Linked DNA regions of Anas platyrhynchos: region 2 is linked to region 1. A link is a contact called in public Hi-C data. All regions are on one chromosome and are shown on one strand. The core of a region is the stretch at or near the end of the contact, and the rest is flanking DNA. Distances in the headings are between cores, read along the strand shown. Region 1 overlaps LDLRAD3 (low density lipoprotein receptor class A domain containing 3). Region 2 has its middle 15 kb from the start of PRR5L.

Region 1 (5,936 bases), core at 1,199-3,698:
GTGTACGTGATCTGTAATGGTGGCTGAGGCTCCTCTGGACAGGAGCAGAGCCTTTACCAACAGGACTTCCCTGGGGAGCGTGCAGTTGTTGACTGCACAGCTCCTGGATCCTGCTCCGGCTGTATCCCAGGCATGCGTACACCTGGAGCGTGCGCTGGCGTGGGTCTAGAAGATCCAGAATCACACGTGAGAGAATCTGAAGAGGAAGAGCCTAGAAATATTTTTGGACGTTTGGAAGCATTTTGAGGTGAACAGATTATCTGTAATGCTGTCCGATGTTCCTGCGGGACAAGGCCTCCATCCCACTGCTGGGAGGGTTTTCTCTGGGAGACTGGGGAGTACAATACTGTTCTTAGTTCAGCTCCTAATGTACTCTGTCATCTTTGTTTCCTCCTTTCTTTGCTCTTTTGTACTCCTTTGTATTAGACTATTACAGAAATAACAATGCAATCACTGAAAACGGCTTTTGTCAGCTAATGAGCAACAGCTAGTGGAGAGATGGCATGTTGCTGCCTTTGTCAGCTAACGAGCAGCAGATGGTGCAGATTCAGAGCATGGCACATCATCCGTGCTAAGTGCCTGGCATGACAGCAGCCAGAATGAGAGGTACCAAACACCCAGAAGTCTAGATTTTCCTTCATCAGTCTTCCAAAAGCCATTTCTTACAAGCCACGTCGGTGCATTCAGCTGCAAGCAAGTCGTGGTGCACAGTGAATGCAGTGACCAGCTGTCTTAGTCCGAGGGCTGAAGGCTGTGGGTAGGGGGCTAAAAAGGTCTCACACAAGGACAGCCTCGGGGCAGGGGTTTCTTGTATTAGGAACTTACATATCTCATGCCTTTCTGTTTCCAGTTGCCACTGTTACTTGAATCAACCATAAAGGCTTTGTTCTGAGAGATGGCTGAGCACTAGGGCATCACTGGTGCTTGTGAGACTGCTGCCAACAGCCTGACCTGTGCAGGCTGCTGGGAGCTGGCCCATGCAGGAACGCCTGGGACTGCAGGAGGAAAAGGCTCAGTTTGTTGCCAGCAGTTCAGCAGCAGCAGGTCTTACTCTGGTTGTCCTTCAGACAGTTGAGAGTCTTTACATGCAGGTCTTCTCTGTGGGGGAGAGTGTCTTCATTAACTGAAGTGCTTCATGGAAATGGGGAATGTTAACTAGCGTTCCCCAGGCAGGTGTTGAGGCCACCTGCCAAGCAAGCTTCTGCTGAGGGTCTGCCTTGTCTCACCTGATTGCAAAGCACATTCGTCTTCAGACACATTCTTCTTCTTCCTTAAAAAAGAAGTGTTTTCTGGGGGAACTTCTTTGAGCAGTGTGTAGCAGGAGTGTTTTCTTGACCTATTTGTGTTTTTGTGATCGTAGCCATACTTCCATTGCCCTTGCAAGCATTTTTAAATCTTTGGCAGAATAATACTCGAGGTAGCACTGTAGTTACTTGTTCATTGCTGGGGTGCTGGCATATCAATCCTTTATTTCTTCTTCTCTTGTATGTCTCTTAACCGTGTTCTTGCTTTATCCCTGTAGAGTTTGAGTTGTGTGTTTATATATAAACACAGTATATTTTCACACTCCACTCCGTCTATCTTCTCTATATTGGGTATATTTTCAGTTCCATGTAATCTATCTAAACGCACACAACATTTTATATAAATGTCTTACAGTCTCAGAAGACTTAATGAATCTTTTGGTGTTGTCAGGAGTGGAGTGAGGGGGCGGCACAACGACGCTTGCATCATTCGTACCTGTTTCTGTCTGCACTCTTGTTCTTCACTGACCTTGCATTGGTGGGGAGTTAGGCTGGGTTAGCAGAACAGTGCAATTTGGAAATACAGGCACCAGTAACTGTTTTTTAGTTTCCCAAAGGTTTCCCATGCGTTTTTGTTGCAACTCCAATTTAAAACCCACCTACCAGACAAATGTTTACTGCTCCCTCTGGTGTTCGCTTCCAACGGGTTTCACTGCTCAGCGTGTCCAGGAATGGAGTCTCTGCAGGGAAGTGTTCATAACAAACAATTACACACAGTTGTGGATAAGACAGAAAAAGTCTTTTTGTAAGAATGCTAAAGGAAACCCACACTCTGCAATTAACAGCCCGAGTTTCCTAGATTATGTGCTGGATCTTTTCCTGTGCTCTGAAACCTTTTCAGTTGGAAAACCGAAAATCTTGCAGAACAAAGGCAGGTTTGTGCAGTTTTCGTCTTCAGACCGGCACTTCAGATGTATGTTGACTGACTTAATTACATTCAGCTTCAACAAGAGGTAGTTTATGAAGAACTGTGGGTGTTAAAAGCTAAATGATGTCAGAGGGATGGAAGGTTTTTTTCCTCTTCAAAAAGCCTGCTGAAACTGAAGTCATAACTGATGAAGGTGCTCTGTGGTTGTGCAAGCCCAGCGCAGGCAGCGGTAGGAAGGAGGAGGACTGAGAGAGAACTGTACCAGCATAAAACACGTCATGTGCGTGGAAACCTCAGGTTGGCATGGTCAAACTCTTTGTCCTGCCCTCTTGCTGATGCAGGGTAGGTTTCAGAAGAGGCCCTTTAGATGATTTGTGCTTCTCACTGCTTTAAAAAAAAAAAAAAAAAAGTTTCATGGGGTTTACCCTTGAGATTAGGAGCATGCTTCAAATCTCTTCTGTAGGAAGATTACACACTGGAATTACATTAAGGCACATTATGTACTTGTGTTTTTCCCTGTGTAAGTCTCAAAATTAAAATGGCAAGATGGATTGAATTTACTAATAAAGGGTCATTGCTCTTGACCCAAATCTTTCTGGTGACAGTCTGGATTTATGTGTTTGTCCTCACCTCTCCTTATGCTTTGCTGTGAGAGCAGTCACATTCATGACATCCACAGTGCTAAGAATAAGTTAGCAGATCTACTAGCCGCTTTAAAAGATGGAGAGAAAAGGTCTTGTGGAGAACAGTGGGTTCTGCGATCTCTATAAGCTCTTTAATGGCTGCTTATTACCATCCTACAATTATTACAGCTGCAGTTGTTTTGCTTGGGGTTTAGCCACTCAGCAGAGTCAGCCTGATGAATGGCTTTCATGTAAAGGAACAAAGGGCACAAAGTAACTCTGGCTGCTATCCTTTTAAATTCCAGGCTTTAGGCTCAACGAGCAGAGCTCAGTGCACTGGAGAATGAGCTGCAGCGTTTTGTTAATAAGAAATGTCTGCCCAGTTCGGAATTAAGATCAGTAAGCTCTAGGGATTGTCCAAACCAGCCGAGATCTCCTAGAAATGCAGCAGCAGGCCAAGAGTCTAGAGTAGGTTTAATCCTACCCATCTGTAAAGGCTACTGACTTGGTGGTGTTTAATATATCAGTGGTCACCACAAAGCTACTCATAAGGCATCGCTAAAGCTTGGTGTTAACTAAGGGTAATGCCTCAGAGAAAGAGGAGGAGAGATACTTTCAAGAGACACCTTTGGATCCCTAGGAGTAAGATCCAGCAGTGCATGCCTTCGGCACCTTCTTGGACTCCCCATCATCTCACCTGCTGCAGTCTCTTGCTGCTAGCCAGGTGCACTTTTAGCTTCAAGGGGTTTCCATGGGTGGTTTCTGATAGATTGAGATTCTCTCTTGCTAGCTAACAGCTTATAATAGCGTGAGCTAATTAGTTGTGACGTGTGTCGTATTGAAGCTCATCACATTTTGGAAAAGATGGATAACAAATAATTGATACTTACAGGTAAGTGATTTAGCAATCTGTCACTTTTAAAAATGGAACTTCAGAATGAAAATCACTGTGACGCTTATGAGGATTTTACCTTAAGAGTCTGACACGATGCAGAAGTAAGTATTAGAGCTGGGCTTGTGCTCTGTAGTTCTTCAAACCCATACCCGCCACTTCAGGAGGTGTGGAGTGGCTGTGACATAGCTCATGGTGCTAACAGGAGGCTTAGGTGGCTGCGACCTTCAGGCGTTGTTTGTGTGCAGTTCTGGAGATGGTGACGAGCCTCTGCTGTAAGTGAATGTGTCCAGAGACAGCTGAACAGCTGATCTGTGTAAGCAAGGTAGCAGACAAGTACTGGCTGATGTAAAGTACTCTGCAGTCCCCCATGAGCATGAAGGAGGATGGCATAAGAAGCAAGATAAAGACATAGAGATAAATATAAAAGCAGTATGTTAAAATAACTAATATGATTACAGGAACTACAAGACTTCAAAACTCAGTGTTCCTGCTAATAAAAGACATGTGAAATAGTAGAAGTATGAAGTGCCTCTTTTCTTTTTTCTCCTCTGAGGGAATTATCTGGGAATTTAACTTTCCATATCAGCTGGACAACAGTCTCCCATTGTGGTCTCCTACTTTTCCATTCCATTTCTGTAATAAAGCCGATAAGTATTTTTTTTTTTCCTCAACTACTTACTTTTTTTTTTGAAAATGTGGGATGAAAAAATGTAACTTGCAAACTGGAAAGCTTGTGCCAGTCACAGTAAAAAAAAAAAAAAAAAAAAAAAGCTGCAGCCAAAGTAGATTTTGTGTATTTATGTTAATGGAGTAAGCATTGTCATGCACTAGTTTTCCAGGCTGACAGATATTGTGCAAACAACAATCTTACAAAACTATACAAAAACAATCTTCAGTGGCCCAGTTCTTATTTACAGTCCCGTAATAATGTGTGTAAAAGGCTAATGAATCTAAGGTATTGCTGAATAACTAGAATCTATAGCAGGAAATTAGGAGTTCTTCTGTAAAAGCACTTGTGCGTATATATGCACAGAAAACCTCTGTCTTAAGATCAATGCGTGCTTTTAGGCGTCCTTGTATTTTTATTTATGCTTCCTGGTTGACCTGACATATTTGTTGCTTGATGCTAATGCACCACCTGCAAATAATTTTCAGATACACCTCTGGGTTCCCAGACCCAGGAAAAACTCCTGGAGATCCAGGAAGGAAACCAAAGCTCCTAAGGAAACCCGGCTTCAGAGGCAGAACACAAGGCTTACTGAACCTTCACCTGCAAGTCATCAGTATATCATGTTGTCACTGCTTAGCTTCCACTGCCTCACATATAGCAATGTTTTGCACTGATGCTTAAAATCTGGGAGGCTTTCAGTAATCATCCAGCAGTTCTTTTGGCTGTAGTGCTTCTGATCTTTGGGAGACTTTGAGCTACACCTTGACTGTGCTGCTTCTAATGTTCTGCCTCCTTGGTCAGTGTGAAACAGGTGCAAGCCCTGCTTGCTTATTCCCTTTGGAAGACTAAAAAAAATCCAGCTCAAATGACTGATTGGGTCGCTTGGTCTGAGTCTTCCTTCCAATTGCTTCAGTGGAACAAAAAAGCTGATGTGATGGAAGGGTCAGGAGGGGATGGGGAAGTGTCTGGCCACAGGAGCAAGGAAGGACTCGGGGGAATCAGGTCAGGTCCCCAGCGCCCAGCTCAGTCCCCTCAGGGGCCTGCTTTCCCAAGGCTGCCCATTGCACCATGGTGGTACTCTGAAGGCCCACAGGTATTACTTCCCTGTGTGTTTTTCTGTGATGTCTTATCTTCCAGAAGTGGAATGTCTCCTAACAAGTTCTGAAGTGATTTGTGAAGTGTTAGACGGCAAGCCTGAAAGCTGAAAGAGAACCCTGCTCTCCCAACCTGCAATACATTTCCAACATGAGGCTGGCTTTGCCATTAAGCCGTTACTGTTTTTATGGACCTTAATTTTCCCCTCCAGCAAAATGCTGTTTCCAGAGCTGCTGTAGGTAAGATACCCCCAAGAATCCAGCCTGTATTACAGCACTCATGGGAAGTGAAGCAAAAAGGGAATTGGCTTCTGAAACCTTGCTGGCTGCCTTCAGGTGTACGTGCACTGCCACAACTCGTCAGCAATCAAATGTCAGGGCTTTGGTGGCATTCACGCGGAGTGAGGGGGGCAGGCACAGAGGTGCTGTATTTTATCTGGTGTTCATAATGCAGAAACTCAGCTGGGAAAGGAAAATCATCA
Region 2 (5,936 bases), core at 2,452-4,951, 82 kb after region 1:
TTCATTTAAGCTTGCCTTGCTTAGACAAACCTTTTTGTGGTCTTCCAGAGCCTTTGCAAAGGGATGGGACCAGGCAGTGGGACTCCAGGACAGCTGGGACCTCTCCAGCCTTCCAGAAGCGTTCTTGCACAGCTCCCCGAGGACGTGTGGCTGCCCTCTGGGATGGCAGGTGAGAAGGAGCCTCTGCAGTGCAGAGAGGAGTGCTGCTAAAAACCTTTCACTGAGGTAAAGGCTTGGGGGATGTCCGTAGGACAGGTGCAGTGGGCCTGGGAGCTGAGCTGGAGTCCAGGAAGGCGGTGAAGACGTGGCCAATGTAAATCACTCGGGTTCTGTGTCCTCTCTGCAAAACCTTCTCATCTCAGCGCCTTTGGCAGGAGGTGTCTGTTAACAACTACACGGCACGCAGCTTAAAACGTGATGGTTTGTGCGGGTAAAGCCTGCTCTGTGTTTGGAGAGGCTGCACAAGAAAGGCTTGGGGCTGCAGCCTAACGCTAACCCGTGGGAGGCTGCAGGTTGTTCAGGGTCAGAGTGGAGGCAGCGTTGTTCATCAGGTGGGTGTGAGTGGTTCTATTTCACTGCGCCCTTTCAAGCAGCCTCGGATGCTGTGAGGGGAGGCATGCGAGGAAACTTCAAACATGTAAAAGGCTGCTGAAAAAAGGGAAAGGATCATTTGTTCTCCCACTGCCAAGTAGAAATTGGCTAAAATTTTGGATCCAGGCTGGCGACTGGGGAACATAACTTTGTTTAATAATTTTAAAAAGTAGAGGGGCACGGGGTTGGGAAGTGTTTAGTACCAGCTCAGAGAAAGAGGCGTCAGAAATGACCTTTTATCAGTCTCCTGCTGGAGTTGGTCTGTGGAGACCATCAGCCCAGCTTTGTGCCAGCTTTGATGTGGAGAGATGAGAGATCACACTCATCCACTGACACTGTCCTCATGGTACATTTGCTGGGGCATCATTTGTGGAGAGACTTTCATGCTTAGGTGCTGTTTTGCTGTTCTTTCTAAACTTTCCCTTGCTTCATGCCTCTCGGCTTATGGTGTGGAAAAAACAGAGAACTCTCTAAGCGACCTTTCAGTAACTTTGAGCAGTTTCTGGCCTGGCCTCGTGACACGCAGGCAGCTGTTTATTTATAAAGGAAGCTATGCAGACATGGCAAGGAGTTGGCTGTTGACCCTTGCAAAGTGTTGTAATAAGCTGGTGATGGAAGAAGGATAGGAAAAAATCAAAGCAAGTCTTTACATCAAAGGCAGAGAGAGGAGCCGCAATTAACATGGTCAGATGTGGGAGATTCAGCAGGGGAGAGAGCCGGTACCAGAATCTGCACTGATGTCCCCCCTGTCCAGACCCTATCAATCTTGCCAGGGAATTTGACAGGTGAGGAAAGTCAAAGAGCAGCTGAGGGATTCCGAAATCAAAGGACTTTGAAAGCTGGATCAGAGAATGGAGCGCGATTTCCCCATCTGCTTTGAATTTATTGTTGCTAATGAGGAAGCATCTGCTTTGAATTTATTGTTGCTAATGAGGTTGCTCTGGTCTGAGTGAGCACGCTGGACCAGAGGGGTCACTCGACATTTCCATCACATTCAAAGGAAGGTATCGGGGGACTTCTTCCTCCACGTTAACCCTTTCACTGTTAAGCACATATGAAAGAGCAATGTAAAGTGAGGTGGAAAAGGGGAAATACGTGTTTACTGCTTTCAAGCTGACCAAAGAGGTCAGTGGGGTCCTGTTTGGGTGCCTGACTGCTGGGAGCTCCTGCAGGCGAAGCTGAAAACCCCAGCACCAGTCCCTGCTGCCGACCAGCTCAGAAGCGTATCTGTTCCTTCTGCTCTGTCGCTGATGTTTGCCATGCTCAGTCTTCTCTGCAGAGCCAAAATTACAGGGCTGTGAATCCAAGACCTGCAAGTACCTTTGCTCTGTACGTGTAATTTATGCACAAAGCTGGGAATGGTTGAGCTGACCAGGTATTTATATCCAGGCTCCCCATCCCCTTCAGGTCAGGTGCTGTCCCCGGGAGCAGAATGTGTGTGACCGGGGCGGGCCTCTCTCCTCCGCCCCCCTGCTGTGTTTTCTAAGCAACGGGGACTGCACAGTGTGTGGGTGCAGGAGCAGATGAGAAAATTGGCTGATGAGCCTGAGGCAAGCGTTGGAGCTAATTGTGAGGCCTTTTGCATCCCATGGGAGTTAATCTTGAAATTGTCTGTTTTACATACCAGACGCTGACCTCTCCATCCCAGATTCCCCAAAACCTTTCTGTGCTTCCTGGCCTTTGCTGCCCACTCATGCTGCTGCCATCACATTTGATGTTCCCTGGCTCCTCTTGATAAAGCTGAAGGCACCAAAAGCCGCGGGGATCTGCTCGCAGAGGTGGTGATCCTTGCCCTGGGCTGAGCCAGTTGTCACTCCGGGCTGCTGCTCACCTGCAGGGCAGGAGCACTGGCGGAGACTCACAGAGCTGCAGATCTTCAGCAGGGGACAGAGAGTGCGAGGCAAAATGTTGGTGTGAGAGCTGACTCCCTGGCATACTCAAGGAGCTTGTTTGTGCAAGCTGCTGCTGCAACAGGGGCTCGGTGGCTTGCACGCAAACTGCATCTTGTCCTGAGAGCTGCAGAGCTCGGAGCCCAGCTGGCTGCTGGGGTGGATGCTGGTTGTGAACAGCTCAGGGTTTGGGGCTGGGAAACTTGCAGAGTGGGTGCTTGGAGTGGGTTCACCTCCTGTGAATCATTTTCTATTAAATTTTCTATTAAATCGTATTAAAACACAGCATGCGGTGAGACACATCAGCCCCGGCCATTCAGGAGGCACAGCACGGCCTCACCTGGCACTTCCAACCCAACCAGGTCCTGTCTGACTGAGGCATGGCAGAGGCAGCTCATTTTGAGAGACAAAAGTGTCTTCCCAGGCTGTCTGATTCTCTCTGGCTCCCTCTTCTGAAAACACCGTGAGTTACTTTTCATTCCTTTCCTTTCCTTTGTCTTACAGAAAGAATCTTTGGGTGCTGTTGTTCCTGCTTTAGTTCTTTGTTCCCCTTACGCCGTGCCGCTGCAGTGATGTGCTTATCACACTCCCAAAATGCACTGATGTGGGCGCTTGCTTAACTGTGGTGGACTGAGTGGCTGAACCAGGAGGTTTTGGGGAGCTCAAAGCCCTGGGCTGACATTGCACTTGAAGGAGTCACCCATGAGCAGTCTCGGTTTGCAATCAAACTCAGGTGCATGACAATGGCTGCTGTGCCCTCTCCTTCTTACTGCTCTTCTGAAAGACTTTCCCTTTCCTGAGGTATTTCTTCCCTGGTTGCCTCCCCGACTGTCAGGGTGTGTGGTTTTAGGGTGATCCATCATCCAGCTTCAGCAGCACCGTGCTGGGTCTCTTAGCAGCGCTGCTGAGGCTGGATCGGTGGATTGCGGTCATGTAGGAAATACCAGACAGAACAAGGTCCCAGGGTGGATGCAGGGTGCCGTGGCCATTGGTTGCTGTGATATTTAGGATTATGCTTTCAAGTGAAACGCTGGGAATTAGTGAGACAATGAGTTTTCAAGGACATTGTGTCTACTGGGAATGTTTAAACCCAGCAATATCCAGTCGATAACGTAACAGGATTAAAGCTTGTTGCATCAGAATCAGCACAATTTTGTTGCCAACTAGGAGCTAGGCACAAAAGCCCTTATGCAGCAGTTAATGGTCTTATCTGGAGACCTTCCTGCTTACAGCCCACTGAATTGCAAACACCGACCGACGATTTAAGGCACTGCCTGGCGTCAAAAGCTCCTCTGAGCTGCCGCCCAGTTGGTGCTGCTGCTGCACCAGCTGGAGGCAGGGCTGAGTGACCCAGGCACCGAAACCGTGGGCACAGACACGTCCTGTGCGCCCAGCACTGCCTGCCTCGGGGGGTCTGACCTTTCGGGGGCAGGCTAGGATTAGTGGGGATATTTTCAATGCAAGCTGCGTTTTTTCTGGTGATCTATAGGTATTGATCCTCCAAGCCAAAGGTTTTGCGAAGTCTAATTTTGGCCAGGTGTTAGCAATCCATGGACGTGCTTTGAAAGAGCAGCATGCTGTAGGCCAGAGGTGCTCGCAACATGGCAGGGAGCAGCTGGGGGGGGCTTGGTCTGTGCTGTGGTGTGCTTGGTGTGCTCCCAAAGATGTGAGAGGCAGCAGCAGTCTGAGGGGCTGTTTCAGGGTTTTAAAAAAAGGTTTGTGACATATTCTGCCCAAGTCGAGACACGATAGATCTCGAGGGGAGAGCAATGGACCCGTAAACCTCTTTGTGGGCCAGCCCTAATGAAGGACAACACCTGAGCATAGCTGGTTCATCGCAGGCCTTTCTCCGTCAGGTGTGGGATTTCCAAACATCGTAAATGCGGTAATAAAAGTGGGTTAATAAGGCAATAAATGGCAATCATGAGGTCCCTGGTTGACTACAAGAAGAAAAAAAAGAAGTCTATATTTATTTCCCTGCTCTTCTCCACCGCTGAGGTGCTGCTGGATCTGCAGGCTCTGCAGGCCCCTCCCAAAGGCCTGCCCAAGCCGTACTGCCCTCCAGGACAGATTAATCCTGTAGCAAATCCCACAGCAAAGGGCGGAAAACCAGGCAGCTCCAACCGAACCACCCTGGGCAACAGGGACCTAGCTGTGTGGATGAAATTTGTGTCCATGAGTCAACCTTGGATCATCCAGGCTCAGAGCACTCGGAGGCACCACAGCCCCCCTGCTCTGCAGGGGCACATGCATCACAGGCAGGAGTACTGCGGGAATTCAAATACATGAAATTTCTTACAACCCAGCCTATTCATCTCCCCAGTCACAGACAAGTGAAAGGAGAGGCGAGGCTAAAGCACAAAAAGCACTGGAGGTAGGGAGAAGAGCAGGGGCTGTATTCGGGGGAACCATCTCGGTGGTTGCTGCTTGCTGAAAGCAGCTGCCAGCTTACCTGGAAGGTCTGAAAGCGAGATGAGGCAAATGGGGCCTCTTCCGAAACAAACAAATGTGCTGCTCCTTCGCTGTGGCCTCTATTCACAGCTTCCTTCTGAAGCTTTTCCATATGAATGAGGTGGAAGGACAAACTTGTAAAGTGGGTCAGGGAGAGGTGAAGACTTGCTCTCAGCTATAAACCCCAGCAGGACACGACTCCTTTGAAGAGCATTGTAATAATGATTTAGGTTTAAGTTCAGGAGTCAAAGCCTGTTGTATTTTCAAAGCTGTGTGGTGCTGTGCTTCTAAGGAACCGGGGAGAGTGATAAATTCTGCAAAACACTGTTTTCTTTGTAGGCAGCAGAAAATAATTTCTGCTGCCTGCGCTGTCATAGGGAACACAATGCTCTGGCATTGACATCTTTTTCTTGGCAGTATGCTCAGCACTCTTGTAAGTCCCTTTGCCTACACACTTCAAGAGGCTTAATACCAAGTGGATTGGTTAATTATCCCATCTCCCCTAAAATAGGTGTGACTGCCTTCCTACCTGCTAGGCAGGAGACAGAGAGATCAGGTGAGCCATGGCACAGGCAGGCAGCTCAAAAGTTTGCACTTCCACTACCACCGAGGCTGCCCTCTGCAGTTTTCCTGGGGCCCCAGCGGTGACAGCAAGTCCCCAAGTCCTGCATGAAGGCCAGGCCCAGCACTGCACACCACTGCTGTGCCTGGGGAGCTGCAGCTGCTCCCCTGGGCCCTCTCTGTTCCCTCGTGCACAGCTCTGAGCAAAACCAGGCTGAGAGCCGGAGCTGCAGCCATGCCTGCCATCAGAACCAGCCCTATGCTAGATGATGCTCCCTCCCCAAACCCTGCTGATGTTAAGCTGCTGCTGCTTAACGATGAGTATCATTAGTGACCAGGGTGTTTATTTTGTATGCAGCCATCATCCCCAAAGCTATTTCCCTCTCTTTGGAGAATTACCAATAAATTGAATTCATCACCTGGAAGTCGAGTTCATTTTCAGTC

Evidence for each region. A called contact is a pair of places that touch in the nucleus more often than the background predicts.
Region 2: a Hi-C map of F5 follicle shows a contact between it and region 1, with 2.3 times the contacts expected there. The contact joins two enhancer-like sites. A contact is called at or near these places in 4 of 8 Hi-C or Micro-C datasets (F5 follicle, liver, small yellow follicle and 1 more).

What each region holds. Positions count from the first base shown.
Region 1 is chr5:49,664,938-49,670,873 of IASCAAS_PekinDuck_T2T, forward strand. All of the region lies in intron 9 of LDLRAD3 (low density lipoprotein receptor class A domain containing 3), which reads left to right. Among named protein-coding and RNA genes, the nearest start is that of PRR5L, 96 kb to the right of the region's middle. Within about 2 kb of position 2,449, at least 1 of the 8 cell types and tissues checked has an H3K27ac peak or open chromatin away from gene starts, as enhancers often do.
Region 2 is chr5:49,745,705-49,751,640 of IASCAAS_PekinDuck_T2T, forward strand. No RefSeq gene overlaps it. Among named protein-coding and RNA genes, the nearest start is that of PRR5L, 15 kb to the right of the region's middle. Within about 2 kb of position 3,702, at least 3 of the 8 cell types and tissues checked have an H3K27ac peak or open chromatin away from gene starts, as enhancers often do.